Linked DNA regions of Solanum lycopersicum: region 2 is linked to region 1. A link is a contact called in public HiChIP or PLAC-seq data. All regions are on one chromosome and are shown on one strand. Each heading gives the region's core, a stretch centred on a gene start, on an enhancer-like site or on the middle of the called end of the contact. The rest is flanking DNA. Distances are from core to core; before and after follow the strand shown. Region 1 holds the start of LOC101254542 (cyclase-like protein 1). Region 2 holds the start of LOC101253945 (elicitor-responsive protein 1).

Region 1 (6,836 bases), core at 3,508-6,007:
CAATTTATATACAATTCACTTATATATGCAATAACAAAATTTTAAATTAATACAAACTTAATACAACGTTTATACATAACTCATACTATACAATTAACTGCTACATACAATCTAAAATTCACTTTCATACACAATTTATCTAATTTAATAAAAAATTAATACACAGTTAATCAAATTTTTATACAGAATTCATATATATATTACAAATCAATCACTGCTGTGTATGACTAGAAATATTGGCTTTCATATATATTGCATACACTATTTATATACATTACATACAGAAATTAATACAGTTTTCTTATTTAAACAATATACAAAAAAAAATAACATATGAAAATTTAAATATAATATGGAATAGCTTTTACCAAAAAATCACATTTCATTTAACGTTCACACATTATTAATACAAAATGTCAGATATTGTTCATACTATTTCAAAAATAAAAAATTGTAAATTGATCAAAATCTGTAAACTTTTCAATTTTACCAAGTAATCAAATTTCACACCATTCTTCGGTTTAATTACACATGAAAATAAATTTAATATTACGAAATATTTATTATCAGATTATAGAAGCGTTTATTGGTCACCAAACATATACATGGACGAAAGAGTGATTACATTAATGACTTGACTACGATTTTCAGAATTTAGACAGCTTACAACATTGAACAAACTTAGCCATGCTCAGGAAAATAAATAAAGACATATGTTTTCTCAACTATGTTTTAAGGGAAAAAGGTCAAATATGCCCCTAAACTATTTGAAAAGGTTTAGATATACCCTCTGTTTAAAGTTTGGTCCATTTATACCCTCGCCGTCCAACTTTTGGTCTACATATGCCCTTTTGGACGTTAGTTGGCCAACTCGGAATATCCAACTCATTTTACTTTTATTTAAATGCCAAATGGATATTTCACGTCATTTTTATGTATCATCCCTTGACATTTATATTCAAGGGAAAAAGGGTCAAATATGCTCCTAAACTATTCGAAAGGTCTAGATATATCCCGTTTAAAGTTTGGTCCATTTATACCCTCGCGTCCAACTTTTGGTCTACATATGCCCTTATGGGTATTAGTTGGTCAACTCAAAATATCCAACTCAATTTACTTTTCTTTAAATGCCAAATGGGATTTCACATCATTTATATATATTATTACTTGACATTTATATTAAAAGAGAAAGGGGTCACTTATGCCCTAACTATCCGACCCAATTTTAAAACACATATACGACCGTCTTTTAAATGGTTCAATTATGCCCCTAATCCGACTCATATATGTGTGAATTATTTTGTTATTTACATCATCTTTGCCTGCTGCAGCTTGCAGTTGTGTCTGTAACGTTGTTGCGGTGAATTCCTCTGCTCTAGCCCTTACCTGCCAGATTTGCGCCTCCAGCTCTGCGTTGCGCCTAAACGCTTTTCAAACTTCGACTTCCTTTTCCTTTAGTTGTCGTGCCATTGATTCCTCGGTAGTTTCAATCAGAGCACGATAGTGTTCGCCATTTAAATGGTTCAATTATGCCCTAATCCGACCCATATAGGGTATTTAAAAAAAGGGTCAGGTTGTATAGATTACTTAAAAGACGGGTCATATATGTGTTTTAAAATTAGGTCGGATAGTTAGGGGCATAAAATGCCCCTTTCTCGTTTAAAATAAATGTCAAGTAATAATATATAAAAATGATGTGGAAAATCCATTTGACATTTAAAGAAAAGTAAAATGAGCTGGATATCTCGAATTGACCAACTAACATCCATAAGGGCATATGTAGACCAAAAGTTTGGACGCGAGGGTATAAATTAACCAAACATTAAACGGGGGTATATCTAGACCTTTTGAATAGTTTAGGGGCATATTTGACCCTTTTCCCTTGAATATAAATGTCAAGTGATAATAATAAAAATGACGTAGAAAATCCATTTGGCATTTTTGAATAAAAATAAAATGAGTTGGATATTCCGAGTTGGCCAACTAACGCTCAAAAGGGCATATGTAGACCAAAAGTTGGACGGCGAGGGTATAAATGGACCAATCTTTAAACGGAGGGTATATCTAAACCTTTTCAAATAGTTTAGGGGCATATTTGACCCTTCTCCCATGTTTTAAAGCTGAAAACAATCGAGCGATGAACAAACCAAAAGACAAGTAAAGATAGTTTCCTTTAAAGATAGACATAGACAGTTTCACGCGTGAAAGGAAGGTGACGCGCACGGGGGCAGCGCTGGGCTCGATTTTACGTCTGAATTTGATGTCTGAATTACACGCAAGGAAAAACACGCTGGTGCTCACGCTGAGGTGCTGAGTCTCTTTCTTTTGCGCGTGAATCGCTAACATCCGCTTTTGGAAAGTTGGGCTCTTAGGGCTGACTCGGGTCAAAAAGAGGTGTGGGCTTCTTTGGAATTACTGGAAGAATAAGGATTTAGGCTGGCAGGAAATTCGTCTGGAAGGAAGTAGAATTTGGGCAATTTTCACATATAGCAAATGAAAAATTTATATTTGTATACTATAGCAAAGTTTGCATAATTACTCAACATAGTAAACATAGAAACTGTATAATTCGCTATACATATACAGTTGAAACAAATTGTATAAAACGAAGTGTATAAAACAAGAAAGAGAAAGACACTTGGACAGATAACTGTATAAAAATGAAGTGTATAAAACGAAATTTATTATTATAAGTGTATAGAACGATTATGTACAATTTGAATATGTATAAAATGAGAAAGAGAGAAAGACAAAAGAGACTTGACAAGGAATATACAATTGAATCAAATTGTATAAAACAATAAAGAGAGAAATTAGATACAATTTGAAAATTGTATAAAACGAGAAAGAGAGAAAGACAAAAGAAACTGGGCAGGGAGTATTTTTATTGTATAATTATAAGTGTATAAGACGAAAATATATGTACTTGCATGTGTATATACAACTTTCTCACGATTTATACAAACAGAAACACAATTTATACATTTCGCTTCTGTTTGTATAAGTGAGAAAGGCGAGGGTGGCGAACGAGATTTGAGAGAGTGGCGAGCGAGATCTGGAAGAGGGAGAGAGGGAAACAAAAGTATATGTATTTATACAAGTTTCTCTACTTTATACAATTAGAAACAATTTTTATACACTTGTATTTGTATAAAAAGTGAGGAAGCGAGCGAGAGATTGGAGGAGAATGACGAGCGAGATATTTAGGAGAGAGGCGTCTGGCAATTTTTTCTGTAAACGTTTGCTATGGAGCACAATTAAATCAAACCCTAGCTACTCCTTTTAGGTTATTAGTTTGCTATTATATACAATTTTTCCTAAAATTTGCAATCAGCAAATGCCCCAAATCGGTTTCCCAATTGAGAGAGGGATTAGATTTTTGAATTAAGGATTTGGCCATGGATTGCAATTTTGGCCTAATGAATTTTAAATTTTTTAACCAAAATGAATTGATTAAGAAATTCGACCAAAACTTAAATACATTGAATCGTCATTTATTAATTAACGAGCTTCTTCACTTTAACGAGATGAGATAATTAATTTAGCAATAAGCTAAGGAATCAAAATATAAGATACTAATTTTGACAAATTAATTTAATAAAGTGTTAAGTAAAACTAAAATCTTTTAAGACGAATTTCGAATATTTTATAAAAATAAATTTAATTATATAAAGACGTATAAAAATATATATTATTCAAATATTATAAAAATCGACTAAAGCTATTTTGAAATGACTTAAGAAATATTTTAAATTTTTGTGAAGTCAATTATTTCAACTCGTTGGCATTTGAGAAACTCGATGATTAATTTATATCATGGAGGTCCAAAATTGGGTGTCAACAGATAATATAATTAGTAGACATTTGACCATGTGAAATCATATTATGATACGAAATCGTGAAAGGAAATCAACGTTTGAACATGCAATCTTACGCTAATTGATTTTATCTCATAATTTTATATCATGAGATAAAATTTTATACTCTTCAAATATCATGATATGGGAATTGGCTCCGCCCCTGTACATATAAGTGATAATTAATGCTACCCTTTAGATCCAACCTTGTCCTACGTGTGGATAGGGATGACAATGGGGCACGGTGGTGTGGGTTTAAGGCTACTCGGGGCGGGGTGGGTTTAAGGTTGTGCAGGGTGGGTGGAAGTGAGTTCTTTTTAAATTAATGTGGGGCGGAGCAGGTTGCGGGTATATGTAATTTCACGTGGGTCAAAACTTAATTTTAATTTTTTACATGTTATAAAAGTGATATAACATTATTTATTAAAATAACTTTTAGACGTAAACTATTTTGAATGACTAAGAAAGTAGAAAGAAGAAAAAATTATCTCACTTCTTGTATTTAATATTTTGTTATTACATCAAATGTAATCAATTCAAATCCATAAAAAGAAATGTTGCTGGCAAATTAAAAGAGTTATAAAACATTATAATGTTAAAATAATGTCATAACATGTTAATATTAGCGATTAACAACTAACAAAATTTTAATTTATTGAGTTAAACTTACTAAGCCTATTATTTGAAATGTTTTTTTACAAAATATGTGAAATGGGACTGAGCAGAGCAAATTTTTGCTGGGTAGACAGAACGGGTTAAAAACAATAAAATATGTTATGTAAAACGAAACCGAACAGGTTGAGATCTTAGCAAATTTAAGCGGGTTTGGCCCGCAACCGCCCCGCCCCGCCCCGCTCCATTGCCTTCCCTACGTGTGGGCTGCTGGCAAATGTCAAATTTGGCGTCGCATGAAAATAACAAATCAATATGTCACCAACTTTCTGTATTTTCAATCCATCACAAGAGTCTCGTGGATAGACTTTTGATTATGATTGATAAGCCAAAGTCAAAATTTTGAGTTATAACATATGATTTTGGGTTTTATTTTTATCATTTGAACTTAAAAACAACACTCTTTTTAATTTATTTAAATACTCCAGAAACTATTTAAAAGTAAATAGATCCAAACAGGCCCTTAAATCTCTCCTTCCCCTTTTATCCACTTAAAACTCTTCTCCAATCAATCATCTCCATGACTAATCCCAACAATTCACAGTACTCCCTTCTCCTTCTGCTTGCTGCCGTACTGACACTAGTCTGTGTGGCAAGCGCCTCTGAGGCAGCGAGCAGATTAGATCTACAAAAAATCACGAGAGAAGAGAGAAATTATATGAAAAAGAAAGTGATTGACATTAGCCACAAGTATGTTCCTGATTTGCCTGCTTATGATTCCAAAAGTGGACTTGGAAACTATATAAAACTTAAGACTAGCATTAAGTTGGGTGATCTGTATAATTTTTCTGTTTTTAAACTTACTACTCATTCTGGTACACACGTTGATGCTCCTGGACATTTCAATGAGACATTATTCGAGTCGGGTTACGATGTTGTTTCACTTCATCTCCAAACTTTGAATGGTAATGTTTCTCCTATGGATTTATTGTTAATTTTCTATAAATTTCTTGTATGTTTGGCTGTCCATCTTTTACTTCTCACTATATTATTTCGAAATGTTCAACAATATTTACTCAATTTATAAGATCAATGAATAATTTATCATGTTAGTACTTATTCTAACCTTGCTATTAGATACTATTCATTTTCAATTTTAGCCCTCTTATATTTAATAAGGGCGATTAGGTAAAATTACATCTATCTATCATGTACTTTTCAGTCAATTGTGGACATCTACTGATGGAGTATTTGCATAGTATCTTACCACTTTAGTGTTGTTATTTTTCTTGGTATTCTTTTTAGTTGCTTTGTATTGTGCTAGTGTGTAGTCATATTTTTTCCCTATTTTTTAAGTTGTCTTTAGGTAACAGTTTCTTATCTACAATGGTAGGGTTATGATAATGAAATTACACTAGGTATATTGTTGGTTTAAATTCGCCATACTAAATACACTTGCTCTTTGCTACAATTTAGCTGTAAAAAAGCATATTTTTGGTGTGAATACAGGTCCAGTTCTTGTAGTAGATACTCCACGGAACAAGAATATTACAGGTGTGATATCCTGCTTGCCTACTTAATTATTTTCTTGTAAATTCGCTTGATCTGTCTCCCTAAATACTATTTTTCACCATGTTCATCAGATGAAGTTATGAGGTCATTGAACATACCTCGAGGAGTGAAACGTGTTCTTTTTCGAACATCAAACACAGACAGGTACTTGTTTGATTTTTCGTCCATTCACTTGTTTAAAGCCTACGCATATAAGTTGTTTGATCGTTTGGTGTTGAATAATGAACATAAACAGGAGGCTGATGTACAAGAAAGAATATGATTCGTCGTATTCTGCATTCACCTCAGACGGAGCAGAGTATTTGGCCCAGAATACTGACATCAAACTCGTTGGTGTTGATTACTTATCTGTTGCCATTAGTCCCAAGGATGAGCTCCTTAAAGTTCATCAACATCTTCTTAATTCTAAAGTAAGTATAACATCCGTTTTCATAATTACAACATAGCAAGCCTAATCTATAATTTCGTATTCAGTTAAGGATTCTCTGTTATATAAATGCATCAGGATATTATTCCAGTGGAAGGTCTCAACCTCGATGATGCAGTCCCAGGAGTTTATACAATTCACTGTCTACCGTTGAGGCTGGTTCATGGAGATGGTTCACCTACCAGGTGCATCCTCTTCCAGTAATAATGTAAAGACAACTGTGATACTTTTCATGGATAAAATAATACGTTACGTTGTGTGAATACAAAATTTCCAAGAGGAATTTAAATTCCTTTAGCTTGTCTACCCATGAGATTATGCAAATTTCGTTCTGGGTACTAATAAAAATGAATGTTGAGATCGTACTG
Region 2 (6,113 bases), core at 656-3,155, 400 kb after region 1:
TGGATAGCCAGAAGGTGTTGGGTGAGAAGCTACATGTGGTGGAGCTACTGAATATGGATATGATCCAGGAGTTGGTGTAACAAATGGAGGGCCTGATTGAGCATGGCTTGTTGCTGGCTTCTGGAAGTAAAAGAGAAATTCATGTTAAAGACATTAAAAGATTTTTGGGGTGGGAAGCAAGAAGGAAATTCTAAGAAAAGACGGCGGCACTTACATTGGTATTTGCATAGTGCATTATTAGTCGAACTTCTCCTGCATGCCTGTAAAAGAAATATACTTCTGTTACACTGTGATTTCATTAGGAATACACAAGTGTTGAAAAAGCTGCTCTCTTCATTCGTCTCCAATGACCTCACAAATACTATCAAGAAAAAATCTTTATAGCCCCCATGAATCCACCAGTATCAGTACTTGGTGTGCTGACTAAATACCTTTTATGTGAGAAAACAAATTACACCTCCTGTTGACTCAACTTATATCCTGCAAGGTAATCAATAATTCCTCGCCTCATATCTAGTATATTGAACCTCAACTACCCCTAATTCTTCACCAAACTTGAAGCCAACATGTGACCCAATTGTGTCTAGTATGCCTAAAGGTCTATAAGGCTCTTTGTAGAAAGAGCTGATCCATGACCCCTTTGACTACCAGAAGTAGACAATTAACAGGGAGAAAGTTGAACAAAAAAAAATTCAACACTTTTACAGAATACAAATAGCTTATGAAAGCTTAAGTTCCACCTGCATCACTGTCCGGAAGTAAGTTGATGGCTAGTTATAGACAGGTCTATGTTAATCAATAATGATGAAATGAAGAACTTCAGTGATGAATGAAAAGAATCACATCATATCCATACATCCCAGACCTTGGTGTCGCAAATTGTCATATTAATGTCACATGAAAGAGTGGAATCACAATGTAGAACATTTTGTCAAAGAAAACAAACAAAAAAAGATACAAATTCAAACTTAGAAGGACTATAAACACAATTCTCGCCGTAAAAGAAAGACCATAGCAAAATTCATCAAGAAATAGCAGTTGTTTTTATCAATATACCTGCCGTTCTTCCTCTGAAGTGGCCAAGCAGTATCATCAAATCCCTGTGAGAGAACCTTCTGTAGTTGAACCCTAGAATTAAATTAAATAATTTAATCATTAACACTCAACTAACAAACTAAATAGATCATTCAATCAACTCAACAACAAATCCAAATCAGTCAAGAGAAAACAAATTGAGACTTACTTTCCACTCCCTATAAAATCATCTGAATTAACAGTATTGCTATTCCACACAACAACATTGATCTCTCGCAACCCTTCAATTAGCTTAAACACAAATTTCTCTTGAAACGTAGGGTTTTTACCGCCATCTACATACAAACAAAAGCATGAATCTCATCAAAATTCACCAAAAATGATAGTTAACAGATATAAATCCATTCAATTTGTACCTGTACATGTACGAGTACGGAATTTAGAACTTCCGTATTCAAGGCAAACATACGGATCTTGCCTTGAAATCCATTCAGTATCCTTCAGTTTATTACAAGCAACAACTACAAAAACGAAAATTCAAAGTAAATAATGAAAAGTAATTCATAAAATCTCAGTATTTTAGCTGTAGTTGAATGAAGTTCGTACCAGTTACTTCAAGGAGTTGGCCTTGGATGCCATATGCTATCGACATGGAAAGTAGAAGAAGAAAGAAGACAACGATGACGAGGAATTTGGGTTTAAAATTAGCTAAGGAAAAAAAATGAGGGTTTTTATTTATTTTATAAAGAGAACAAATCAACCAATAGGAGGTTTCGTGTTCATTTCTTTGACTTATATTAAAATTATTTCGTTGACTAGAAACGGAGAATGCGCGTTACAAAATCATAGCGTCAATGACTAAAACATTTATGTAATGGATTATTTCAAATACTCCCTCTTATCCATTTTACAAGATATCTTTAAATTTCAAAATTCAAACAAATTCTATTTTCAAAGAGAAGACTTTCATAAATATTTTTAATAATCAATTATTGTAACTTATATTATTTAGTTTGTAAATTTGTAAATTTTATTTTTTAAAAAATAAAGATTCTATATGCAAATTTTTTGTCTAATTTAAATTATTTGACTCTAAAAAATTGAAAAATGTCAAATAAGACAAACCAAATATTGGAGTTTTAGGTGTAATAAAGTATGTCTTTCTCATAATCCTAAAAATCTAAAATAGACACTTTTATATCTTATAAGTAAAGAAATTAATAAGGAAGAAAAACTATATGAAGTATAGAGGTGGATTTAGAATTTGAATCTTATAAATTTAACCTCTTAATATTTTGGCTTTGAACGTGTTATAGTTAAAAATATGTATTCGTATTTATTATCTATCATAATTTTTAATAAAGTTGATATAAATTTATGATCTAACGCCAAAAAATTATGGATTGAATTCATACAAGTAATAATATATTCACCCTTGACAAAGAGTATATAGATAAAATAGAACAACTATGTAAAGGTCATCCTGAGTTTACTTTTACAACATTCTTAGCAATTTGGTGAAATTGTTATTGAACATTCCTAGCAATTTGGTGAAATTGTTATTGAACAAGTATTCAAATGACTGTGTTTGAGGCATTCTATATATGAAAGATGATGTCATTCATTCATATATATATATATATATATATATATATATATATATATATATATATATATATATATATATATATATATATATATTTTTTTTTTTAATTAATTGAAAAATATTTTATGATATTTTGAAGAAATTTTTTCTAGAATGATTCAAAATGGCGCAAAACTATCAGAAATTATATTTAGAAGTAAAGTCGAAAGAAGTTGTCTTTGTTTATTCAAAGAGTCACCAATAAAGGCATCGTATATTTGGATAGAAAAGGAAAAGTTAGCATCAACCCTCAAAAATATTGGTTTCGATCCAATTCTTAAAAGAGTTGGACTTGTAGCATGTCGACTTCATTATAATATATTAATGTTGAATCGACTTTTTTATGACCCAAGTCATGTTATTGACACACAAAATAAAAGTATATGACACCTTATCCTACAAGGAAGACCTTGTTCATAGTATGCTTCAAATTAAGGAGATTACATCAATAAAGATTGTGTGAAGAAAATATTCATTGAACAATGTTACTTGAGAGTTAAAACTAAAACAATCAAAAAGAGATTGTTAATGCCAAACGCCAAAAAAAAAAGAAGAAGAGAGAATTAGTGGTAATGTTCCTATCACATATTTTTGTGAATTTGTCAAAAAATAGAAGTAGATAGAAAAACAAGAGTTGAATATGACGACCTAGAAATTGAGTGTTGCAAGTTGTAATAACTTTAATTTAGTCATTGAGAACTCTTTTATATATACTAGATACAAAAGCCCGGATAAGCCCGGGCCCAATGTATATTACTTTATTTTTTTAATTACATGATTTTGTTGTTAATTATTTTTATAATATCTTAAATGCATTTGTTAAATAATATACGAAAAAGGGTCAAAGTTACCCCTGAACTATGTGAAACAGATCACTTAGAGTCTTCGTTACATTTTAGATTTAAAAAAATACTCATGTTGTTATCCTAAGAAATCATATATATCCTCAAGCGTTAACACCCCATATTTTCATTGACTTGGCAAGCCACGTGGGACTAATCCTTCCACCTAATTATTGCCAACTAGGATGCATTACAAAAGAACTAGACCTTTAATGGCGACAACAATCGCCAGAAAAGCTCAAAAAATCGTCACTAAAAGTTTTTACTATTAAATTCTAATTTTGTATTTTTTCTTCATTATTTTTTTAAAAAAACTAAAATGATATCGATTAAGTAGGAGTTTTAAGACACTGTATGTTTTATGTTTATGTTATAAGTAAATGTATAAAATGTACAATTATGCATTATATAGTAGGAGATGTGAATCAAGAAGTAATTTTCATGATTTTTCGTAGTAATATTGGGTGTTTTTAATATTGACATTGCAAGTTATTTATTGTAGAAAATTAGGTTGCAATCGAAAATTAATTACCATACTTTTTTTTGAAAAAATAGGTTTAACTATTAGTCGTCACTAAAAATCACTTGCAACCTGTAGTGGCAATATTTTGAGATTTTGTGGCAACTTTATCGCTACTAAAGATCAAGTTCTTTTGTAGTGAATCTTAGTTGGAAACACTTAGGTGGAGGGATTAGTTCCATGTGACATGTCAAGTCACTAAAAATTGAGTGTTAACTCTTGAGGGTATTGTGGTCTCCAAGGATAACAACAGGGGTATTTTTGATCACAAAATATAATGGAGGGTATAAGTGGTCTATTTCGCATACTTCAGTGGCAATTTTGACCCTTTTCCGAATAATATATGTGGCACGTGTGATATTTTGAAAGTTCATCAATTTAAGTACATAATTTTAAAATAATATATAGCTCTTATTCAATTTACATGTGACACTTGTGAAATACGGAGAGTAAATCAATTTTTGATATTTTTTTTCATACTATAAGTAATGATTTATAATATTCATAAATTAATTTTTAAATAATATATGTTACTTTTATTATCTCAATTTATATGGCAAGTGTGAAATATGGAGAGTTAATCACATTTTAATAGTATGTTTTTAGAGACTTGTTTTAGAATACAAATTTAAAATTCGCCTTCTGTTTTTCAAACTCTTGTATCTAGTCACATAATGTTTCTAAAATTGGAATGAACATAGTATTAAATGTAAAACTTATATTTCTCATTAATTAGATCAATTATTTATATATCTCGGTAATCATAGTTTATAATAATTTACATTTTTTATTAACTAATAATAAGATGTTGGAATAAACAGTAGCAAACAAAGATAATGAATGAAGAAAGAAAGACTTTAAGCATCTTTAGAAGGCACTTTAAGCATCTTTAGAAGGCACAAAAATGTAGCTTTATTTACATAAAAGTATGAAACAACTGAAGTAATAAATACAATATTAAGGGCAAAATATATATTAGAAAAGTACCGCAAAGCATCCCAAAATATGGCTTTATTAGAAGGATATGTGAAATAATAACATAGAATGTGAAGGGCAAAATATAAATCTTCTTATATAAATATGGAAACCACGCAACTGATACAGACTTGTCGACTGTGAAGTGTGTCATTATTACGACTTATATATTAGTAGTATATGAATCGATTAACCGATCACATGCTTTGTCTTTTTAAAATTTAAGTTTTTTTTTGTATCATTGTGTATTTCATGGTAAAATTGAATTTTTTATTGAGAAGATTCAAAATATTAAAAAATAAACGTAATAGAGAATTCAAAAGTAATATTAATCTTATGTATGTAATACTAATTTTTCACCAACAAGATTTAAATAAACCTCTTTGCTCTCAAACTACCGCCCTACAACCAACTATCTTATGACTTCTTCATTTAACAAAAAAATTAAAAACTGTTAGAGTCAATTGTACAGCTTGACTAATTAACATGTAGCTTCTAGAAGCAACTAGAAGAAAAGTAGTTAGTTAGTTAGGTGTTGTCAGATTAGTCATTAGAAAATTGTATAAATACTTTAGAGTTACTAGTTTTTGTAACAGTATTTTACTCGATTGATACAATATTTTTATTGTATATTCAATTGTGAGTGGGAAATTAACATGATATCAGAGCTTTGAAGATCATTCATGGTGTTTTTCCCAATTTTTGTTCTAGCTCGTCGTCTCTTCATGTTTTTCATCTTTGTTTCGAAGTTTTCCGCTAGCTCTTCATTTCTTCACGATTTTTCATCTATGTTTCAAATTATTTTTCTCTTTTTCACACATGGCGATTGATTCAATTGATGAAGTTTCTGGATCCACACCTCCCAACATTCAATAAATTGATTGCAATGATTCACTCTATGTTATACACCAAGAGTGTCTATGGTTCCTCAGGTGCTAATTGGAGCAAAAAACTACTTTGAATGAAGTAGATCTATGAAAATTGCACTACTCATGAAGTGTTGAGTTTTATTTACCCTGATTTCGTACCATAAATAAGTTTTCCTTTTAGGAAAAAGTTTTGGATTGACTAATCCTTTTCTTGTAGGAAAAGGTTT

Evidence for each region. HiChIP or PLAC-seq counts read pairs in DNA pulled down with a chosen protein or histone mark.
Region 2: a contact with region 1 is called in an RNA polymerase II HiChIP or PLAC-seq map of leaf, with 6 times the contacts expected there. The contact joins the promoter of LOC101253945 here to the promoter of LOC101254542 in region 1. A contact is called at or near these places in 1 of 8 Hi-C or Micro-C datasets (leaf mesophyll) and 1 of 1 datasets of contacts at active chromatin or transcription factors (leaf).

What each region holds. Positions count from the first base shown.
Region 1 is chr10:45,812,218-45,819,053 of SLM_r2.1, forward strand. It overlaps LOC101254542 (cyclase-like protein 1), which reads left to right and starts at 4,758. Exons shown (of 5, transcript XM_004248712.5): 1 at 4,758-5,434; 2 at 5,979-6,023; 3 at 6,113-6,185; 4 at 6,277-6,451; 5 at 6,547-6,833. The coding sequence starts at 5,050. The coding sequence ends at 6,672.
Region 2 is chr10:46,214,838-46,220,950 of SLM_r2.1, forward strand. LOC101253945 (elicitor-responsive protein 1) reads right to left here and starts at 1,906. Exons shown (of 8, transcript XR_743539.4): 1 at 1,642-1,906; 2 at 1,452-1,556; 3 at 1,244-1,370; 4 at 1,057-1,128; 5 at 215-260; 6 at 1-120.